Regions from separate parts of the Mus musculus genome. Here regions 1, 3, 4, 5 and 6 are each linked to region 2. Evidence: chromatin contacts called from public Hi-C and HiChIP or PLAC-seq data. All regions are on one chromosome and are shown on one strand. Each heading gives the region's core, a stretch centred on a gene start, on an enhancer-like site or on the middle of the called end of the contact. The rest is flanking DNA. Distances are from core to core; before and after follow the strand shown.

Region 1 (3,126 bases), core at 159-2,658, 430 kb after region 2:
AAAATTGGGCTTTCAAATGAAAAATGCACTTAAATTTGGGCCTTTAATCCAAAAGCATTTTAAAACAATTGGTTGCCCAGAGACTGTTAAACTATGAGTCCACCCTTTCACTAATGCCACTTCTACACTGGGACCCCAGAGTGTCTGGCTTCTGTCACAACCTTTGTGTTGTCACTATTGGCTGAAAAATCTTCTCACCTGGTTCTGGGTGAAAGCGGTTCTTGGCCTTCGTCCTCGGTACCAACTCAATTCTCTTTTCAAAGAGCGTGTTTCGGAGGCTGAAAAATAATTTTCATATTTCGGAGCCCTTTCTTCTGGCCTTGGATGATCCACTGGACAAGGAAATGAAGTCTCACTGGGAAGATCTGGGGCATGTAGGGGTGGGTTGCCACCTTTCTCTAAAATCAGAAGAAGAAGGTCCATCTTATATTGCCTATGTTCCACAAAGTTCTGGAAAAAAGTCATTTCAGTAACTTGCTTTGAATTTTCCTAGGGAATTCTTCAAGGTTTCACAAAAGAATTGTCTCCCCCATTCCCCCCCCCCCAAAAAAAAAGAGGATGGGGGAAGGGAGAGAGAGGGAGAGAGAGAGAGAGAGAGAGAGAGAAGCCTTGGTGATAGAGAACATACATTTTGAACTCTACCATTCATTTTTCAGTGAGGAGAGATTTAGAATGCCTGACGTGACACATGTACACAGAGGGTCTTCTGAAACAAATACTATTTCTCACTGGGAGTGAACCACCTAGGGCAGGCACTCTATTCCCTTCCGACCCTGTTGGAGACCTTTTATAGATACAGAACAGAATGAGAACGTGGTTTCTAATCCTATACTGCATGAAATAAAGGACAAACTAAAAACGCAGATGAATTTAGAAGTTGAGTTGCAGCATACCTGAGTCACCGCAGGTGTCTGTCCAGGGTCTGTGGGGTCTTACTGACGTTGTACAATCTTTTTTCTGGTCCAGTCCTAAAATGCTCTCAATTGAGAAGGAGCAGGGCGCGGGCTTGCTTTCCCGGAGCTGAGCACCTTCCCGAAGGCTGGGAGACATTCTCTTCTGGGTCGTACAGCGCCGGAGGGCTCCTGCCCCACGTGTGCAGAGCTGGGATCTTCCAGCAGTTCACCTTGTAGCTTTGCTGACTAGGGGGCTGGGTTTCCAAAGTCACTAATTAAAATCCTGTTTTAGAAAGTTTTAGCAAGTCAATGAACACTTGCCCAGCCAGCGGCTTAAGGAGTTAATTGTTTATTTGTTTGCAAGTAATTAGCAACTAATGGCTACACCAGGGGGCCACCTACAGGGACAAAAAGTGTTATCTCTCCTAAGCAGAACGCAGACTTAACTTTCTCAGAAGAAGTGGTGCACGAACATAGCACTCCTCTTTTATTTGAGATCATTAATGTATAAAATCGTGGTTTTCTTCTGAAGTTTGTATTTTTAAGGATTCTAGATACCTAAATGTACAGGGTGGATAGAAGAGCAGTCAAGTAATAAATAATCAGATTTAGTGAATGTTCTTCCAAGGAAACTGGGAAAAATAATAATCTCTTAATGCTATTACAGTAATTCTGATGAAAATACCTGTTTTCCATATGCATATGTAATGGTGAACGTTGTCAATGAAAACGCAGTACTCTTTGGAGTGCAGCACACTGGAAAAGCCTGCCAGTGTTATTAACACAGAGTGCAATCGCCTTCCAAGTGCCTTGGCTTAATTCATAGGAACAGTTGCACCACGTATTTGAAGTAATTAATGGGCTAATTCCTTTCTTTCATTCTTTCTTTTAAATGAGAGAGATACACGTTTACATGAGGTTCAAATGCTACAAAGAATAATTTATTTCTATAACAGTTATTTCAAAGAGCGTAGTTTGAGACAAAGTCTCATTATGCAGTTATGGAACTAACTCTATAGACCAGGCTGGCCTTGAACTGACAGATCTGTCTCTCTCTGCTTGCTGAATTAGGGCTTGTCTGTGTGACTTGCTTTGGTCAGAGGAAAGAATGTGAGCAAAAGCTCAAAATGCACTAGTATGATTGGTTTGCATTGCTTTCTTTTTTTGTTTTGTCTTGTTTTTCGAGACAGGGTTTCTCTGTGTAGCCCTGGCTATCCTGGAACTCACTCTGTAGACCAGGCTGGCCTCGAACTCAGAAATCCACCTGTCTCTGCCTCCCATTGCTTTCTGATAACGCCGTGACATCACCCCTGTGGTAGCTCCTACCCTTCAGCCTTCAGCCTTCAGCCTTCAGCCTTCAGCCTAAGCCCTAGAATGGACATGTCAATCAGACTCTAACCATTTTACAGATAGTTAAGTAGTTAAGTCAGCTGAATCCAGCAAAGCTTTGTCAAATGCCAACTGGTCTGAACTCTCTCTCTCTCTCTCTCTCTCTCTCTCTCTCTCTCTCTTCCCCCGCCCACCCCCCCACTTGCACTCTCATATTCTTGTTTTTGCTTGTTTGCATGTTTTTGTTTGTTTGTTTGTTTGTTTGTTTGTTTTTGAGACAAGGTTTCTCTGTTTAACAGCCCTGGCTGTCCAGGAACTCCCTTTGTAGACCAGGCTGACCTGACATGCCTCTGCCTCCCTAGTACTGAGATTAAAGGTGTGACCCACCATGCCCACCATGCCCAGCCTTGGCCTGATATTTTCTAAGCAGGAAAAACAACCAACCAGTTAAAACCACTGACATTTGTGGGAATTTTTACACGTACAATCTTTTTACCTTTTTGTTAAACAATTTAAGAAATAGATTTATTTATTCATATGTATGTGTGTGTGCCTGAATGTATGTATGTGCATTATGTGTGTGTGTGATGCCCATGGAGGTCATAAGAGGGCATTGGATCCCCTAGAATTGGGTTTAGAGGTAGTTGTAGGCTGCCATGTAGGAAGCTAACCCTGATCCTCTGCAAACCAGTAAGTGTTTTTCTATGCTGAGTCATCTCTCTAGTGAGACCCACAACTCCTTTATAGATAGGGTCCTGCTATGTAGCCGAGGCCGATCTTGAACTTAGTATGAAACCCAGGATGTCTACAAACTCAAGGCCTCACTAGTGCACTAGCCACCACAAGTGAGAACAGCCGTCTAAACAGCATTTAGGAAAAAATGGCTCATTGGCCGGATGTGAAA
Region 2 (2,958 bases), core at 235-2,734:
TACTTTCATAATCTCAGTTGTGCAGAGAGTTGGTTACCCAGATGCACGGTTCCAATCAAGATTCTAAATCTTCAGATATTCAAATGACAAAAAAAAAAGATTTGGGAAATAAACAATTAAAAAAAAAAACACGCAGTAAGAAGGTAAGTGTTTAAGTCAAATCCAGAAAATTCCAAATTATCGGACAGTCAAAACCTACTCTAAGAAAAAAAAAAGTGTACGTTTTACAATATGGCACTAAGATCTCAAAAAGTAAGCAACCCAACTGTTCCTATAATCGTTTAAGAAAAGTCATTCTAGGCTTGGAAGTTATACAGAAGAACCTACGTAAGCTAATGCTTTTCCAAAAAAAAAAAAAAAAAAACTACATGGAAATGAAGTGTGATGGAAAACTGCATGGAGCGCATATACTAATGGAGAGTTTTCTAAATAGAAGACGCTGACATCGAGCACATTTCAAGTAGACACACAGAGCTGAAGAATTTCCACAGTGAGAAACACTTGTCCTTAGAACGCAGTGGCCTTGGAGAAAGCCTCAGAATCCATGGCCACAGGCTACTTCCACAAGCAGACTTCTCAGAAGCATCTTTAGGAGGCCACCATCAGCTTCTCTGCCTTCGGGGCTTGGGGGAAAAGAGGGGCACCGAGCACCATCTTTCCGCTCGGGGAGCCGCAGCCTTATGGAAACGCTTCAAACCTGAGCTACTTCCAACTTCCACGGGGAGAGGGGGAGCGGCGGAGCGTGGTTCCACCCTATCCTCTCGCACCAAGGGCGGCTGGGCGGCCGTGGCCGTGAGCGGAGAGGCTGCTGGCGCTTGCGTGCGTGTTTACGTGTCTCGGATGGGTGTGGGGAGAGGAGACAGAGAGGTCTTAATGAAAAAGATGGAGGGGGAGGGAAGCGAGAGAGGGGGTGGGAGGAAGGGGAGGCACCACCTTTCTTTTCTCTGCTCTTCCTGGGGATCTGAAAACTCCGCCTAAAAGGCCTTTCCGGCTCTTCGGCGCCTTTGGGCAGAGCGGCCGCGGCCGCTTCGGAGGTTTGCTGAGGCTGCTCGTGGCCGTAGCTCCGGGCGGCTTCAGCTGCCGCGGTCTCCTCAGGCCCCGCGCCGCCGCCGCCGTCGCCGCCGCCATTTTGTAGGGAGGACTCAAGCTCCGGAAGCGCTGGCTTCATCCCGTCGTCTCCGCCGCCGCCGCCGCGGCTTTTCCAGCTCGCGTCCGTCGAAGGGGCCTCCGTCTCCGCGGCAGTCGCCATCGCGCGGGCGTGAGGCGCTCCAGGGAGCTTCCGCCCACAAGGTCGACGGGCGTAGGGGAGGAAGGGCGGCGGGCCAGGCCGCCGAGGTCTCGGCCCACCCGGCCCCTCCGCCCCCGGGGACCGCACTCCAGCCACAGAGACGCCTCTTAACCGCCACCGCGGCCCTAAGCGTGCCTCTCGCCCCGGGAGCTGCTCCGGATTCGGGCGGCTTTTCAACCGGCCCTGGCTACCCAACGTGCTCGCGTCGGGCCCGGGAGGGGGCGGGGCCTCGGCGGACCCGCTCTACCAATAGAAATGCAGAGCCCGCCTCCGCGACTGCAGAGAGACCGTTCCAGGAGGGCGGAGCCTCGCGATGCCGAGCCCGCCAAAAGAGGAGAGTGCCACGCCCGGGGAAAGCGTCGACGCCATCGCTTCAGAGTGAGGGCTTGGGCTTGGCAGCATTCTGCGGATTCCTGGGCCCTGCCCTCTCCGCACTGCGTTTGACGGAGGCAAGCCCAGAGGACGTCTTTCGGACAGTACTCTTGCAAGTAAGCACCTTCTTTCCTCCGGAGGTCTGTGGACCAAACCCGGCACATAATTGGCTGATCCTGGTCGTGTGATCGGTCTGCTCTGAGCTGATCTTCCAAAGGACCAGAATTCGAGCTCCAGCCGACATAGGACAACTCAACCAGCAGTTAGTCACTTCAAAGAATCCAAGTCCTTTTCTGGCCTCGGAGGGCACTAGGTATACGTGTGGTGCTCTATCATAAATGCAGGCAAGCCACCTATATGCATAAAGACTATAAACAAACAATAAGAAAGGCAGTGAAGAGAGATAAGAAAATGGCCTCCAGTGATAAGCAGGGTGATAACATCCTATTCCATCCAGACTTTCTGCTTTCCCAGTAGATCACGAGCACTGGTCGTACTCCAGACCAAAGCACTACATAAGCAAACATTCAATATTTGGGATTCTTCCGCACAATTTACAACCTAATGATGGGAGGCACGAATGCTCGCACACCTAGAAGAATGTTCGACCACCTAGAAGAAAACAATTTGATAGTGAAATGAAGGGAGGGCCTTTCAATAGTTTCTTTCTAGGTAAGGGGTTCTGAGTTACCATCTGTATAGACACATTCTCACAACAGATACCAAGTAGATGCTTTTGCACAATTTAAATGTTGAAATTTAGGCAAATTGAGATGACAAAAGCCAGGTCTAATTTCATCCAAAGTATTTATACAGCCTAAGGCCTAGTTTTCAAGCAGCTCCGGCCCAATAATGCATTTGATGAAGAAACACGGGATACTTTTTACTCAAGATCTCTAAGCAACAGCAGCAGGACGCCCAGGTCTTTGTCCCCCAACACCTCAATATTACTGAAGGAATTGTTAGGCCAAGATAATAAACTGCAAAAGAGCCACAGCCTCTGTCAAGTGATTGGTACTTGAAGAGCTCTCCAAGAGCAGCAGAGGATCTGGGATAAGCATCCATTGTTTGGCATCGTGTGTAGTGTAAAACCTGCACCTCTGTGAACCAAATCAAGGAAAAGTGTATGTAAATCAGTTATTAGTAAACAGGGTAGGTGCTTGGGATTTAGCTGAGTTCACGGAGATTGCCTAACATATACAAAGTCCAGGTTTTAATCTACCAGCACCAAATGAACTGAGCATGGTGGCACACCCCTGGGAAGGTAGAAGCAAGAGAGAAATTCAAGGTCATCCTGG
Region 3 (2,894 bases), core at 124-2,623, 360 kb after region 2:
CTGCCTCCCAAAGTAGGTTTCTCCGATTTGGAAGTGTGGACGGCCACTCTCTTAGATTTTGGTGCTAACTGAAACATCGTAGGCTAAAATGATTAAGTTTGTCCACAGGATGGTCCTGTACTGAAAAACCTTAAAATATGTGGGAGACAAGCTAACACTACCCTCCTTTTCTATGGCTTTCTCCAACCCCACCTCATTTAGTTAGGAAAAGAGACAGGCTTCAAGCTCTTCTTCCCAACCTACAAAAATCCAAGCTGGGCAGTAGTGGCACATACCTTTAATCCCAGCACTTGGGAGGCAGGGGCAGGTGGATTTCTGAGTTAAGAGGCCAGCCTGGTCTACAGAGTGAGTTCCAGGACAGCCAGGGCTACACAGAGAAACCCTGTCTGGAAAAACCAAAAATAAATAAATAAAACCCAAAGAGCCTGAACTCAGATTGCCTGCCTCTGAGCCCAGCAGAACCAGCCAAAGACTAGATGCCCTCATCAGATCCTTGCAGAGTGACACTTCCAGTTATTGAAGACTCTGGTGTAGCTAAGGGGAAGGGGTTCTAGAATACCTGTAACATTCCAATCTCCCATGGAACCCTTAACAATTTCAGTGGGTTCTAAGCACTCCTTTACCCACAAATAATCCTGAAACCACCAGGCATTGCCTGGGTGTGCCCACTCCTGGAATGCAAACTTCCAACTGTCCCCTCTAGATATGTTTCCTAAATCCCACCTGCACTTACATAGGGTGAAGTCCCAACTGGATGGCTGGTAGCGCTCCCCTCACTAGTCATCCTGTCAGTGCTCCCTTCACTCCTCATCCTGTCAGTGCTCCCTTCAGTGCTCATCCTACCCATGCTCCCTTTACTCTTCAACTGGCCAGAAGCCCACCTTCTTGGGCTCTCCGCTGGCTCAAAACTTCGTCTCTACGAATATGAAGCATCTCCCGACCGACCAGTTCTGACTATAATTCCCCACCTAGCGTGAGGGATCCTTTTCCATATCAGTCTGCCTCTGCAAGACCTGGCCTCTCCCAGTCCATCTGCTGCAGAAGAGTTCAGAAGTAAAGCAAAAGCCAGTCTGGATGGGCAGGCTCAGTCCTGGTTCTCCACCAGCCCTCATTCTCATGGGTGACACAAAAGACCTGGCCTCCAGATGGAACCATTTGCATCTAATCTCTTAGATACCACTTCCCTAAAATGTGCCCCCAAGAATCCGTGTCAGTGAATGAAGGAGTCAGCCCACATGCCCCCTCCCAGCCCCTCAAAAAACCAGGAAATCAGCATCTCAGGCTCCAGGTGTTAACACTTAAGAGGATGCTGCCCAGCCCCCTCCAGCTGGAGGCTGGCCGCCTGGGAGCCGGACACACCAATTAGGCCCTTCCCCGGCTGGGCGCCTTTGTCCCCTCACTAACATCATTAGCGTCTGACTTCCTGTGTACAACGGGGCCTGGGGGGGTGGGGCAAATGGCGGCTGACCTGGGCAGGGCATTAGACTTCTTTGTCAAAGGCCCTCAAATGTTAACAAGCATGTGAACAAGGCTCTCCTCCCAGACACCCCCTCCCCACCCCCCAGCTTCTGCTCCAGCCATTCTGGGCAATTCATGACAGTTTCTCTCCAGCTGTGGGAATCAGTATCACTTGAGAGAAGTCTCAAAGCTGACAGTAAGCCAGCAGCCTCCAAGGGGCCTTCAGATCCTAGTTCCTTTAAAGCCTTCCTGCTGGAAACAAGGGTTTGCCTGGTTCTCACAGGTTACAAGGGCCGAGCAAAGGTGACCGGCCATGCTCAGCCAACCCAGAACCGGGTTAAATAGCAGCACAAGGACCAGCCATTCACATGTGCTGGAGACTGAAATGCAACGTCTCGAGATGCAAGGCCTTACAGAACGTTTGTGTAATAGCTCCGGGCTTTAAGAAAACTACTGCCTTGATCTCAAAAGAGCATGACTTGCTGGGCTGGAGAGATGGCTCAGCAGGTAAGAGAGCATGACTCGCTAAACCCTGGAATCCCGCTATCTTTCCATCACTAAAATCCTCTAACAGAATTTCAGCTTTTTGCATGAAGGAGATGGATGTCTGAAAATTTCATAAAAGCTGGAGTGCACCCAGACTCGCATATGATGGCTGGAGATTCCAGGCCTCCTCCTTCCTTTTTTTTTTTTTTTTTTTTTTTTTTTTGAGACAAGGTTTCTCTGTGTAATCCAGGAACTCACTCTGTAGACCAGAATGTCCTCGACCTCAGAGATCCACCTGCCTCTGCCCGGCTCCAGTCTCTCCTAACAGCTTAACACCAACCATGTGTAATAAATGCAACTGTGACTTCACTTAGTTAACAACAACAAAATGAAACGTAGTTCAGGTCATTAGAGGTATAAAGTCAGTTTTAAGGAGGACTCTTGATTAGGCAGCTGTTAAGACTTTTATAAGCAGCGTTTGTTTCAACCCAGTAATTGAAGACTTTTTGTCCAAGGTGCCAGGAACTGCTAAGCGTACAAAGTAACATCATCAAAGGCAACAACTATTTATGTTGTTTCCTGGGATAAGCTCCTGGGGAGGGGGGCTCTATGGATTTTCAATCACAAGTGCCAAGTCATGTCTAAGTCAGCTCAGTGGCAAAAGAAACTACAATTGTAGCTTATTCCTTTTAAAAAAAATTTTCAATCCTAGCGGGGCGGTGGTGGCGCGCGCCTTTAATCCCAGCACTCTGGAGGCAGAGGCAGGCAGATCTCTAAGTTCAAGGCCAGCCTGGTCTACAAAGTGAATTCCAGGACAGCCAGGAAACCCTGACTCGAAAAAACAAACCCCCCTCCCCATCAAAATTTTTCAATCCTAGATATGGAAGAAAATATCCAGAGATGAAGAAAACAGCTGATTTTCTCAGCCCTGCTAAACTGCCTTTTACAGA
Region 4 (2,875 bases), core at 159-2,658, 280 kb after region 2:
AAACTCAGCGTGCCAGGCCCAGATCTTCTTCCCTGAAAAACAAAGGGACCAGGGGGATGGGTTAGAATAAAGTACAATGACACATATGAAGGGAAATGTCACAGAAACCTGTTCCTCTACACCAAATAAATCAGGACTTAAATAAGTCAAATGAGCATCATTTACACACACCAAGAGGGCCACATTAAACCAGACCAAATACTACCCTGGACCCCTTCAAATCCATCCTTTCTTCTACAATCTCAAATTAAAAATCTCTAAATCAAAAAAATCCAAACTCTAAAGTGCTCCAAGATCTAAAACTTTCAGAACACTAACAAGACCCCAAGTAAAACATTCTAGACCAGGAAACATTGCATTAGTCGTGAAATTAATGTTTAAAATATTGCATAAAGGTAACTTTGGGCTATGTGCATAAGGTATATATGAAAGATAAACTCTGTGTTTAGAGCTGTGCCCCCTCTCCAAGATATCTCATTACAGATATGCAGATATTCCACAATCTGAAAAAAATTAAAACATCCTAGTTTCCAAAAGGAATAATAATATATCTGAGTTCTCAGGCATTACTTTCCCTGGCATCCTTGTGATATCTTCCTAGACTATTACGTAGGTCACCTGGCACAGAACAAGGAGCATGGATGATATCTAAAGTTGTCACAAAAACGACTCCTTATAATGGTACTGGACCCCTCAAAGCTCATGATGCCTACATCGAAGATCCGAGTTGAAGTACTCAGGAGTAACAGAGGCTAGTGAGAGACAGAGGAAGAGACGAGGAGGAACAGGGAGAATATCCCGGGTGCCTAGGAAGATCCTTCCTCCTCTTCCCTCTGGGAGCATCTGCCCCAGGGGAACATCAGCCATACTCCTAGGCTCCCGCATTCCTCACCAAGAAGACTGTGGTTAACATCACAAGAAAGATTCTCTTCACAGGCATGCCTCTAGACAGAAACCAGCTACTTCATTGGGTGTTACACTAAAAAGAGCAGTCACCTTCCACTCTAGAAGGTCAGTTTTTAGGAATAATGTGTTCACTTCCAACCCAGTGCCTCCTAGACAGGGATCAAGGGTAATGCTGGTCACCCACGATGGGCTAGTCTGCTGCCACATGTACACCCAGCACTGCTGCTACAACCACCTTGACCACTGATCCTCAAAGGCCTGCAGTTCTCTGACTTATCGTCCCCCCATCTGGTCCACGTGGCTCTGACCGTCTCCCAGGTTAAACATCATCTGACTGGCTCTGATCCAGGTGAGAAGGACTAGATTCCTAGGATGCCTGCCCCAGCCAGCCAGACCCAGTGTTAGAGAGATTCCCCAGCCCCTGCCTCCCATGCTGGTCTTTCATTTAACTTGTAAAGAGCAGGCCACGAGATATTTTTAGCATCTGGATCCCTGTCTAGGGCCACTGATCTGGCTTCCATCAGAGCTAACTTCATCAGCTGCCGCCTGTGCATTCTGGGGGGTGGGGCAGGAGTAAGGAGAGCTTAATGACCTACTGACAGCCGTCGATCCTGCAAAAGGAGAGGGAAAGAAGCGGGGCCTGAGTACAAAGTTCCGGGGGTGCCTTGGCAATGCGGTTGCAAAGCAGGAGGGAAATATCAACCGCTCACATCTGGGTCACTCTGTGGCTAGGATTGTCTCATCCCACCCCAAGTCTGGAAGCCAAGATGGCTCAATAGCAACCCCTTCTGCACAAAGCACAGGACCCTCTCACTCATCCTCAATGAGAGTCCAACAAACCCCCCACCCCCCACTAAACTGTGAGAGGGCACCTGGGAGCAGTGGCTAGCTTGACCCAGGATTACAAAGTGTTCTGTTGCCTTTCAGGTTTTTGTTTTGAGAAAGGGTCCCCACCTCCCTGTAAACTAAGCTGGCTTCCAACTTACTATGTAGCTTGCAGAACCATGAACTTCTAAACCTTGGGCCTTCAATTCCCAAGTGTTCATATTATAAGTACACCCCCACGGAGCCATTTGGAAGCCATCAGCTTGTACCTGAGGACAGTGCAAGAATTTCTACCTCAGCACTGAGGGGTGTCACGGACCAGGTTCCAACATGGTATTCTTACACAAGACCGAGTAGGAAGGCACTGCTACTGACTCACCCTAGGAATCAGGAAACTGGGGGTGGGAAGAGGGGATGCCTGGCAATGGCAGAGGGTGTACTTAGCATCCCTGAGATGAACACTCCCGTCCCCCACCCTGCCCCCCAAAATTTAAAAAAAAAAAAGTTCATAAGGAAGACCTAGAAATGGTCACCCAGATCACAAATACTAAATTACAAATAATGAGCACGACCTTAGGAGTCTGCAATCCTTGCCATTGTATTATATACTATATGTTACATATATATAGTGTATAGCTTGATCATGAAGGAATGAATGAACTAATGGACAATGAGCCCAGAATTACCAATTCCTGTAAAAGGAACTTATCTCACACCTCACTTCACGCCTCTGTTGGTGATAAGCATAGCCACTACCATTGCCTAAGGCAGTAACCTTGGTTCTCACAGGCATCTGCCCATAGCCCCAGGGGAGCCAGGATCACCAGCATTACAGAGGATACACACAGAGCTCCAGGAGGCTGAGACCCGCTCTCAGGTGATAGCAATTCTCACAGACTATACCCAGCCTGGGCTTTTCCTCACCACTCGCCTTGGTTAGTGAGAGCAAGACAAAGATGAGGTCTGTGCTGTTCTGACTCTTCAGATGGAAAGTTCTGGGTCAATCCCAGGGTCATCAGTAGTCGGCCATCACAGCTACTGCTCTGGAAGAGGAATTTAGTGTGACCACGCCCTCATTCCTCTCCCCAGCTGCCTGCAATCTGTACGTACTGGCATTTCCTAAGCACTGGCCTCCTGTACCTGT
Region 5 (3,237 bases), core at 665-3,164, 300 kb before region 2:
ATGGCTCTTCCCTGGGGAGACTACTCCTGCTCTCAGCTGACTGTAGTTCTTTGTCTAAGGCCAAGGCCCGCTGAGATCTCTCCTTCCATACTAGCATATCTATGGATAGCATCCTTGTCCAGGTCTTATTTAGGCGGCCACATTTCTGAGACTTCTCGGGTATAGCCTCTGACATTTCTAGCAAATGAAATCTCACAGCGAAGTCCCCATTCCTCTGGCTCTTGCTGTCAATGCTAACTGTAAATCATTACATAGTGAGTGCAATGTTCTGCATTACTGCTCTTCTTGCTGACTACATAAGCCCGTGAGCACATCTATCACTTGATTCCTTTGTGGTAACACACTAAAATTTACTCTTAGGTCTCCTTGCTGTGGAATAAACCTCAAAGCTTAATCTTTGGAGGCTGAGGAAATGGCTCATACTGTAAAAGCCATGCCACGCAAGCACGAATACCTGAGTTTGAGCCCCAGAACAAACGTAAAATTCTAGGCATGACACAGAGACAGACAGATAGCTGTGGCTGGCTGCTTGGCATAGTTGGCCAGCCCCAGTGGCTAACCCTATCTAAAACTCAACAAACAACAACAACAAAACAAAAACAAAAACAAGAAATACAAAAAACGAAACACCCAAAGCAGACAACATCTGAGCAATAGAACACCTAAAGTTGACCTTTGCCCATCTCATGCATTTGTACACACATGTCCACCACACCACACACACACACACACACACACACACACACACACACACACACACACTTCTTGTCTTACTGAAACACTGTGCCTTCTTACAGGTACTTTGCCATTGTCTTTCCCCTTTTCTCCTTTCTTCAGCTTCTTATCTGTCATTCTATGACAGATGAGTTCAATTTATTGTGTTTTATTTTATTTTTATTCTATGTTTAAGTGATACCAACCAATACTTGTCTTCCTATTCCTGAATTATTTTATTTAGTACAACACCTATATATGCCTTCATGTTGTCCCAAAAGACAGCACTACATTCTTTTAAAATGCCAAATAATATGGTACATCATCTTACCCTCTGCTCAGTGACATTAAGGTTGGTTTTATACCCTAGCTGTTATCAATAAGCCTACAACGAATATGGGTATGAAGACAGCCCTGGACGGGCAAGCAGTCTGCCAAGTGTTGCTCACAGATGTAGCTGGATCCATGAAAATAAAACACTGGTGCTACCCACATTCTGTTCGTTCCTGGGAAAACCAAGGAGGGACCTTGGTCATTTAATGAAGAGAAAAGTGTGTGCAGTGTGGTGAGGGAGAAACAATGCTGGCAGGCTCAGAGGTGGGGCAAGAACATTAAGTTTATAAATGAGATCTTTATATAAAAACAAGGATGCTAGAAAGGGGGAATACAGAATTCTCAACCTGACTTAATCCCAAAGTCTGCTCTCAAATACCATAGCTGTTTCTGGGTGGGACTCAGAACTGTCCCTCTGTGTGCACGAGTGCACGCGCTCACACACACACACACACACACACACACACACACACACACAGGGTCGTGGAGGGAGCACTACCAAATTCCTTCTCTTAGCTTCTCTGGTTCCTTCGTTTTCCTGAACTGTATCTTGTTCTGTTTGTTCCTCACAGAAGCCATCATTAAAAAGTTAACCCAGTGTACGTGCTGCAGGGGTGATCATAGCTAGGTTCAGTGGATGGGGGAGGGTCAGCCTCAGAAGAGCTCCTGCACCTCCGCTCAGGCCAGAGTTAGCTCCTCTTGGAAATAAATGCTCATCAAGGAACCAGATGGCCCTGCCAGGCCCGGGGACCTTGGTCTCCAGGCCTCTGGTGTTTGGCTTGCAGGGCTGCAGCTATTTCCACCTCAGATGAAACTGAGGATGAAGGCAGGAGGGTTAGCTAGACTGTATTCTGTGGGTATGCCCTGACAGCCCAAAGTGCACTCAGTGCAGTCCATTGTTTCAGCCAAGATTAATAGACAGCTGTTAAACGTTCACAACAAAAGAAGTGGGGCGGGGGGGGGGGTGCTTTTCCTCACCTATTACTTGTGTCTCAGAGACAGGCTTTCACTGTAGGCCAAGCTGGCCTTAAACTCTATATCCTCCTGCCTTAGCTTCCTGAGCCTAGGCTCCTAGGACTTTTAAAGCTACCAAGAAAGGAGGAAAGAGCTGACTGATAGGAGATAGTAAGGTCTCCAGAACTCTGGGCCTCAACTCTTAAAAACTTAACTGAAGAAAATAGCTCTCTGAGGCAGAGCTTTCAAAGTTTATTTCTGAAGGAAGTGGAAGTACTGCATTAGTTTTTGAAGCAATATCCACAGAACAGTTTGTTCTGGGGCCCCAGTGACATAAATAGAGTAGGCCTGGTGTACACACCGATCGGGTGACAGTGAAATTAGGGCCTGGTGTGGGAGCAAATTACCCTCTGCTCATCTCACCAACACCTAAGGTTCAGGGACAGGGGAAGCATCCTTTGAGTGAGTAGACACGCCCACTTGCCCTACCCTATCCCCCTTATGCAATTAGCCAGTCTGCTAGATCCAGATATATTGGCCCTATAATTACCAGATATGAACTAAAAAACTGTGCCTTTTAAAGGTTAACTGCATCTCCCAGGCACATTTTATTAGCATCAGAACAAATGTGTTGGCTGTCCAACAGTCCCAGTGACAGAGCTGCCCGCTGTGGGACACAGCCACGTATGCCATGGTTGAGTTCCTTTGCCAGCATGTTGTGCAGTACTAAGTCTTAAAAAGCCAAAAAATACAGGGATGGCGTAACACAGGAAGGGCAGAAACAGGTTGCACACTCAACTAAATAAAGAACCAACGGAAACAGCCCAAAGTTTCAAACTTACAAAGACTCTCATGATTTTAGAGAAATAGATGATGATTATGGTGGGTGAAGGCAGGCAGGTCCCCTGCAATGCTTTTCTCTTTTGTCTTAGTAACCTTCCCAGCAGCTCTACAAGATGGGTAAGGCTACAAAAGTTTATAAGGTCCAAGCCCAAAGGAAGGGAAGAGCTATATTCCTGAACAATTTAACTCCAAGCCTGCCCTGGAATGAGAGAAAGAAGCAGAAAAATAAAGTGAATTACATTTTGCCAAGATATCCAACACTCTGCACTTTGAATCCGTCTTTGCTCTATAAAAGCAATGACTAGCATGAAATCAAAGCTCATGGTCCAGGCTCTCCATGTAATTTCATGGAGACCTTTTCTTTCAAACAAGAACCCGTAGCCATTGCTGTCC
Region 6 (3,016 bases), core at 450-2,949, 300 kb after region 2:
GTTATATCACTCTATACATACATGTAGATTGAGTGAATGAATAAATAAATGAATGATGGACTCCTCCTGTAAACACAGGAGTGCTTGGAGTTCTCACTAATTTTACTATTAATTTTAAAGGAAAAGGGAAATTGAGGAAGGACCATATAAATGGGTCAGTTAGGTCTTGCCACCAGGTAAGCCACTTGGATAAAATTGCAGGGGATTAAGATATTGATTAAAACAGTCTCCTCTGCCCCTCATTTATGAGACTAAGACTCTTCAGGCTTGGTGTCAAGGCCACATTCATCAAGAAAGGAAGGACTGGCAAGGGTAGTTACATATTTCCCACAATCTCTTTCAAATAAAAATTCCTAGCTGGGCAGTGGTGGTGCACACCTTTAATCCCAGCACTTGGGAGGCAGAGGCAGGTAGATTTCTGAGTTCAAAACCCTGTCTCAAAAAAAAAGAAAAGAGAAGAGAAGAGAAGAGAAGAGAAGAGAAGAGAAGAGAAGAGAAGAGAAGAGAAGAGAAGAGAAGAGAAGAGAAGAGAAGAGAGAAAGAAGAAAAAGAAAAAGGAAAAGGAAAAGGAAAAGGAAAAGGAAAAGGAAAAGGAAAAGGAAAAGGAAAAGGAAAAGGAAAAGGAAAAAATCCTGGAAGAGGCAGCTTCTTCTCATAAACCAATCTGGTCTTTTACACACAGAAAACAAGAATGCCTTAGAAGTGTGGTTTCTGGTTTGTGTCCTCAACGGTAAACTACACTGCACCTATTTGATACCTATATCTTCACAACTATGGCCACTTGCTCAAAGGACTGTGGTACTTCCACAATGCATTACCATCTTACACGAACCTCCCTATCTGTGACAGCCCAGGCAGAACACAATGAGCACTATCTGGTACCCACAATCCCGAGAACTACCCTGGGACACTGTACCCTGGTTGCTGATCCACTGCCAAGGCCGAGCGTGTCTTTCTCATTGTGAAGTATCATTACCTGCGTTTTCTAACTCTCTTCACAGAGTGAGGGAAACTGTTCACATCTTCTCCACAAGCCTGAGCCTAGAACTACATCACATTTTGGAGCCTCTCCTTCCACGTGTTTGCACGGTGGCAAGTCCAGGCTCCTGAGCTGGTGACGGTGAGGTGTGGTTCTGTCACCTGTATGGCCTGAGGTAGGCTGCTCCATCCCCAGAAAACCATTTTATTTTCTGGGAGGAGAGACTGCTGAGGTTTCCATACGCTGTCAGAAAGGTTTGCCACATACTGGAAGAGCCTCAGGCTGGATTGCAAAGAGGCTAGAGCAGTGGTTCTCAACCTTCCCAGTGCTGCAACCCTTGTGACACACTTCCTCGTGCCATGGTGACCCCCAACCATAAAACTGTTTTCATTTCTACTTCCTAACCGTAATCTTGCTACTCTTATGAATCGTAATGTAAATATCTGTTTTCTGATGGTCTTAGGTGACCCCTAAAACGGGTCACGACCCACAGGTTGAGAACCACTGCTCTAGTGATTGGAGTGCAGCTCTTTCTATAGTCAAACCTGACTCTAGATACATGCTCCATTCTGGGGGTACAGCCTGGTGCCCAGAAAGTGGTGTGAATTTCCCCACTCCACAGAGGAAATCCCGGGGTGGGGGAGGGGTGCCTGGAGGAACAGCAGTGGCCTCTGAGTCACAAGCTGCCCCTCCCTGCTGGATCCCTTTGTTCCACAGGAGGTAAGCTGTGACTCACATGGACTCCAGTCCTGGGCTGCACCCATCTGACCCAGTCCAGCTGCCCTGCCCAGCATCACTAAGAAAACATGGGAACATCATCCTCTTTCCCCAGCACTGGCCCCTGAGGGGATGCTGACCTGCACCTCAAGATCCCATTGTGGCAGTAGATTCCCAATGCTCCACAGGGGAGCCTTGGAGTCCTGTGAGTTTATATCACCCTTATGTTCACTGTCACCCATCACCACCATCACCACTACCACCATCAGCACTATCACCAGCATCTCCACCATCACCAGCATCTTCACCATCATCACCTGTATTTCCACCATCCCCACCACCACTAACACCACCCACACCACCACCATCATCACCACTACCACCATCACCAGCATCTCCACCATCACCTGCATCCCCACCATCCCCACCATTACCAGCACTACCATCTCTACCACTAATAGCATCATCATTGCCACCAATTCTTTTCCGCGCATGCTTTTTCACTACATGCTCCAAAAGTATTGACCTGTCATCTATAAAGGGAAAAAAACAAAACAACTCCAGGAACATCTCTGTAGTATTCACACTGACTCTTCTTAGTCTTGATTTTTATGGTGGTAAAACTTATCTTAGTTACTTATCTATTACTGTAATAAAACTCCACGACCAAAGCAACTTATGAAATAAAGTGCTTACATGGGCTTAAGTTGCAGGGAGTTAGCCTCCATGATGGCAGGGTGTAGGAGTGGCAGCAGGAACAACTGAAAGCTCACATCCTGAAACACAATCATGAGACAGAGAGACCACACAGGGAGTCTTTGGAAACCTCAAAGCCCAACCCCAGGGGCACACCTCCTCTAACAAGGCCACACTACTTCCCAAAGAGTTCCACAAACTGGGGACCAGGTGTCAAACCTATGAGCCTATGGCAGCCATTCTGATTCAAACCACCATGTACTAGAGTCAGTCAAGCACACAATTTGCAACATCAAGCAAAGTCACAGTGCTTTGCAGCCATGATCTCCGTCATTTCCAGATATCTATTTATCCCAGATAGAAGCTCTGTGCCTACTAGGCAAGAACTCCTTGTTCTTTCTCCCCTCAGCTCCCACAGTTCCTAGGACCTCCACTGTTCTGTTTCTGAGCTGGTCTAATTCTTGGTATCTTATAAGTAGCATCACAGATTGTCCCTTCTGCCTGACTTGTTGCACTTAGCGCCATGTCCTCGGGACGTAGACATTTGTAGGACGTGTCTGAATCTCTTGATTAATTTAAGACATCAATATTTCATTGTAGGTCTATACCAAGCTTTGTTCATTT

The links. A called contact is a pair of places that touch in the nucleus more often than the background predicts. HiChIP or PLAC-seq counts read pairs in DNA pulled down with a chosen protein or histone mark.
Region 1: an RNA polymerase II HiChIP or PLAC-seq map of embryonic stem cells shows a contact between it and region 2, with 9 read pairs. The contact joins the promoter of Hesx1 here to the promoter of Tasor in region 2. A contact is called at or near these places in 7 of 39 promoter capture datasets (the 3T3-L1 cell line, the C10 cell line, hippocampal neurons and 3 more), 3 of 484 Hi-C or Micro-C datasets (LSK cells, forebrain and nephron progenitors) and 4 of 115 datasets of contacts at active chromatin or transcription factors (embryonic limb bud, embryonic stem cells and memory CD8 T cells).
Region 3: an H3K4me3 HiChIP or PLAC-seq map of embryonic stem cells shows a contact between it and region 2, with 9 read pairs. The contact joins the enhancer-like site here to the promoter of Tasor in region 2. A contact is called at or near these places in 2 of 39 promoter capture datasets (the 3T3-L1 cell line and the C10 cell line), 3 of 115 datasets of contacts at active chromatin or transcription factors (embryonic stem cells and stem cell-derived epiblast-like cells) and 2 of 9 other capture datasets (adipose tissue and embryonic stem cells).
Region 4: a contact with region 2 is called in an H3K27ac HiChIP or PLAC-seq map of trophoblast stem cells, with 9 read pairs. The contact joins the enhancer-like site here to the promoter of Tasor in region 2. A contact is called at or near these places in 5 of 39 promoter capture datasets (the C10 cell line, the HPC-7 cell line, cranial neural crest and 2 more), 1 of 484 Hi-C or Micro-C datasets (bone marrow-derived macrophages), 10 of 115 datasets of contacts at active chromatin or transcription factors (acute myeloid leukemia, astrocytes, bone marrow-derived macrophages and 5 more) and 3 of 9 other capture datasets (adipose tissue, liver and macrophages).
Region 5: a Hi-C map of the N1E-115 cell line shows a contact between it and region 2, with 2.9 times the contacts expected there. The contact joins the enhancer-like site here to the promoter of Tasor in region 2. A contact is called at or near these places in 3 of 39 promoter capture datasets (hippocampal neurons, pre-B cells and stem cell-derived epiblast-like cells), 8 of 484 Hi-C or Micro-C datasets (B cells, the Ba/F3 cell line, the CH12 cell line and 4 more) and 1 of 9 other capture datasets (pancreatic islet).
Region 6: a contact with region 2 is called in a FOXA1 HiChIP or PLAC-seq map of pancreatic cancer cells. The contact joins the enhancer-like site here to the promoter of Tasor in region 2. A contact is called at or near these places in 6 of 39 promoter capture datasets (the 3T3-L1 cell line, embryonic stem cells, hippocampal neurons and 2 more), 3 of 484 Hi-C or Micro-C datasets (embryonic fibroblasts, group 2 innate lymphoid cells and nephron progenitors), 8 of 115 datasets of contacts at active chromatin or transcription factors (bone marrow-derived macrophages, differentiating embryonic stem cells, embryonic stem cells and 4 more) and 2 of 9 other capture datasets (adipose tissue and macrophages).

The regions. Positions count from the first base shown.
Region 1 is chr14:26,998,644-27,001,769 of GRCm38.p6, reverse strand. It overlaps Hesx1 (homeobox gene expressed in ES cells), which reads right to left and starts at 1,408. Exons shown (of 4, transcript NM_010420.2): 1 at 894-1,408; 2 at 199-398. The coding sequence starts at 1,050.
Region 2 is chr14:27,427,360-27,430,317 of GRCm38.p6, reverse strand. Tasor (transcription activation suppressor) reads right to left here and starts at 1,484. Exons shown (of 24, transcript NM_001114879.2): 1 at 934-1,484. The coding sequence starts at 1,249. Gm52095 (a long non-coding RNA gene) reads left to right here and starts at 1,691. Exons shown (of 4, transcript XR_003951011.1): 1 at 1,691-1,776.
Region 3 is chr14:27,065,005-27,067,898 of GRCm38.p6, reverse strand. The region is part of intron 1 of Il17rd (interleukin 17 receptor D); the gene reads right to left. Among named protein-coding and RNA genes, the nearest start is that of Il17rd, 27 kb to the right of the region's middle. Within about 2 kb of position 1,373, at least 72 of the 459 cell types and tissues checked have an H3K27ac peak or open chromatin away from gene starts, as enhancers often do. A contact at or near this core is called in embryonic stem cells and stem cell-derived epiblast-like cells, where this site is marked.
Region 4 is chr14:27,150,119-27,152,993 of GRCm38.p6, reverse strand. It overlaps a transcript of Arhgef3 not described here. Among named protein-coding and RNA genes, the nearest start is that of Il17rd, 110 kb to the right of the region's middle. Within about 2 kb of position 1,408, at least 37 of the 459 cell types and tissues checked have an H3K27ac peak or open chromatin away from gene starts, as enhancers often do. A contact at or near this core is called in trophoblast stem cells, where this site is marked.
Region 5 is chr14:27,729,813-27,733,049 of GRCm38.p6, reverse strand. The region is part of intron 2 of Erc2 (ELKS/RAB6-interacting/CAST family member 2); the gene reads right to left. Among named protein-coding and RNA genes, the nearest start is that of Erc2, 110 kb to the right of the region's middle. Within about 2 kb of position 1,914, at least 8 of the 459 cell types and tissues checked have an H3K27ac peak or open chromatin away from gene starts, as enhancers often do. A contact at or near this core is called in the N1E-115 cell line, where this site is marked.
Region 6 is chr14:27,130,369-27,133,384 of GRCm38.p6, reverse strand. It overlaps a transcript of Arhgef3 not described here. Among named protein-coding and RNA genes, the nearest start is that of Il17rd, 93 kb to the right of the region's middle. Within about 2 kb of position 1,699, at least 48 of the 459 cell types and tissues checked have an H3K27ac peak or open chromatin away from gene starts, as enhancers often do. A contact at or near this core is called in embryonic fibroblasts, embryonic stem cells, pancreatic cancer cells and 1 more, where this site is marked.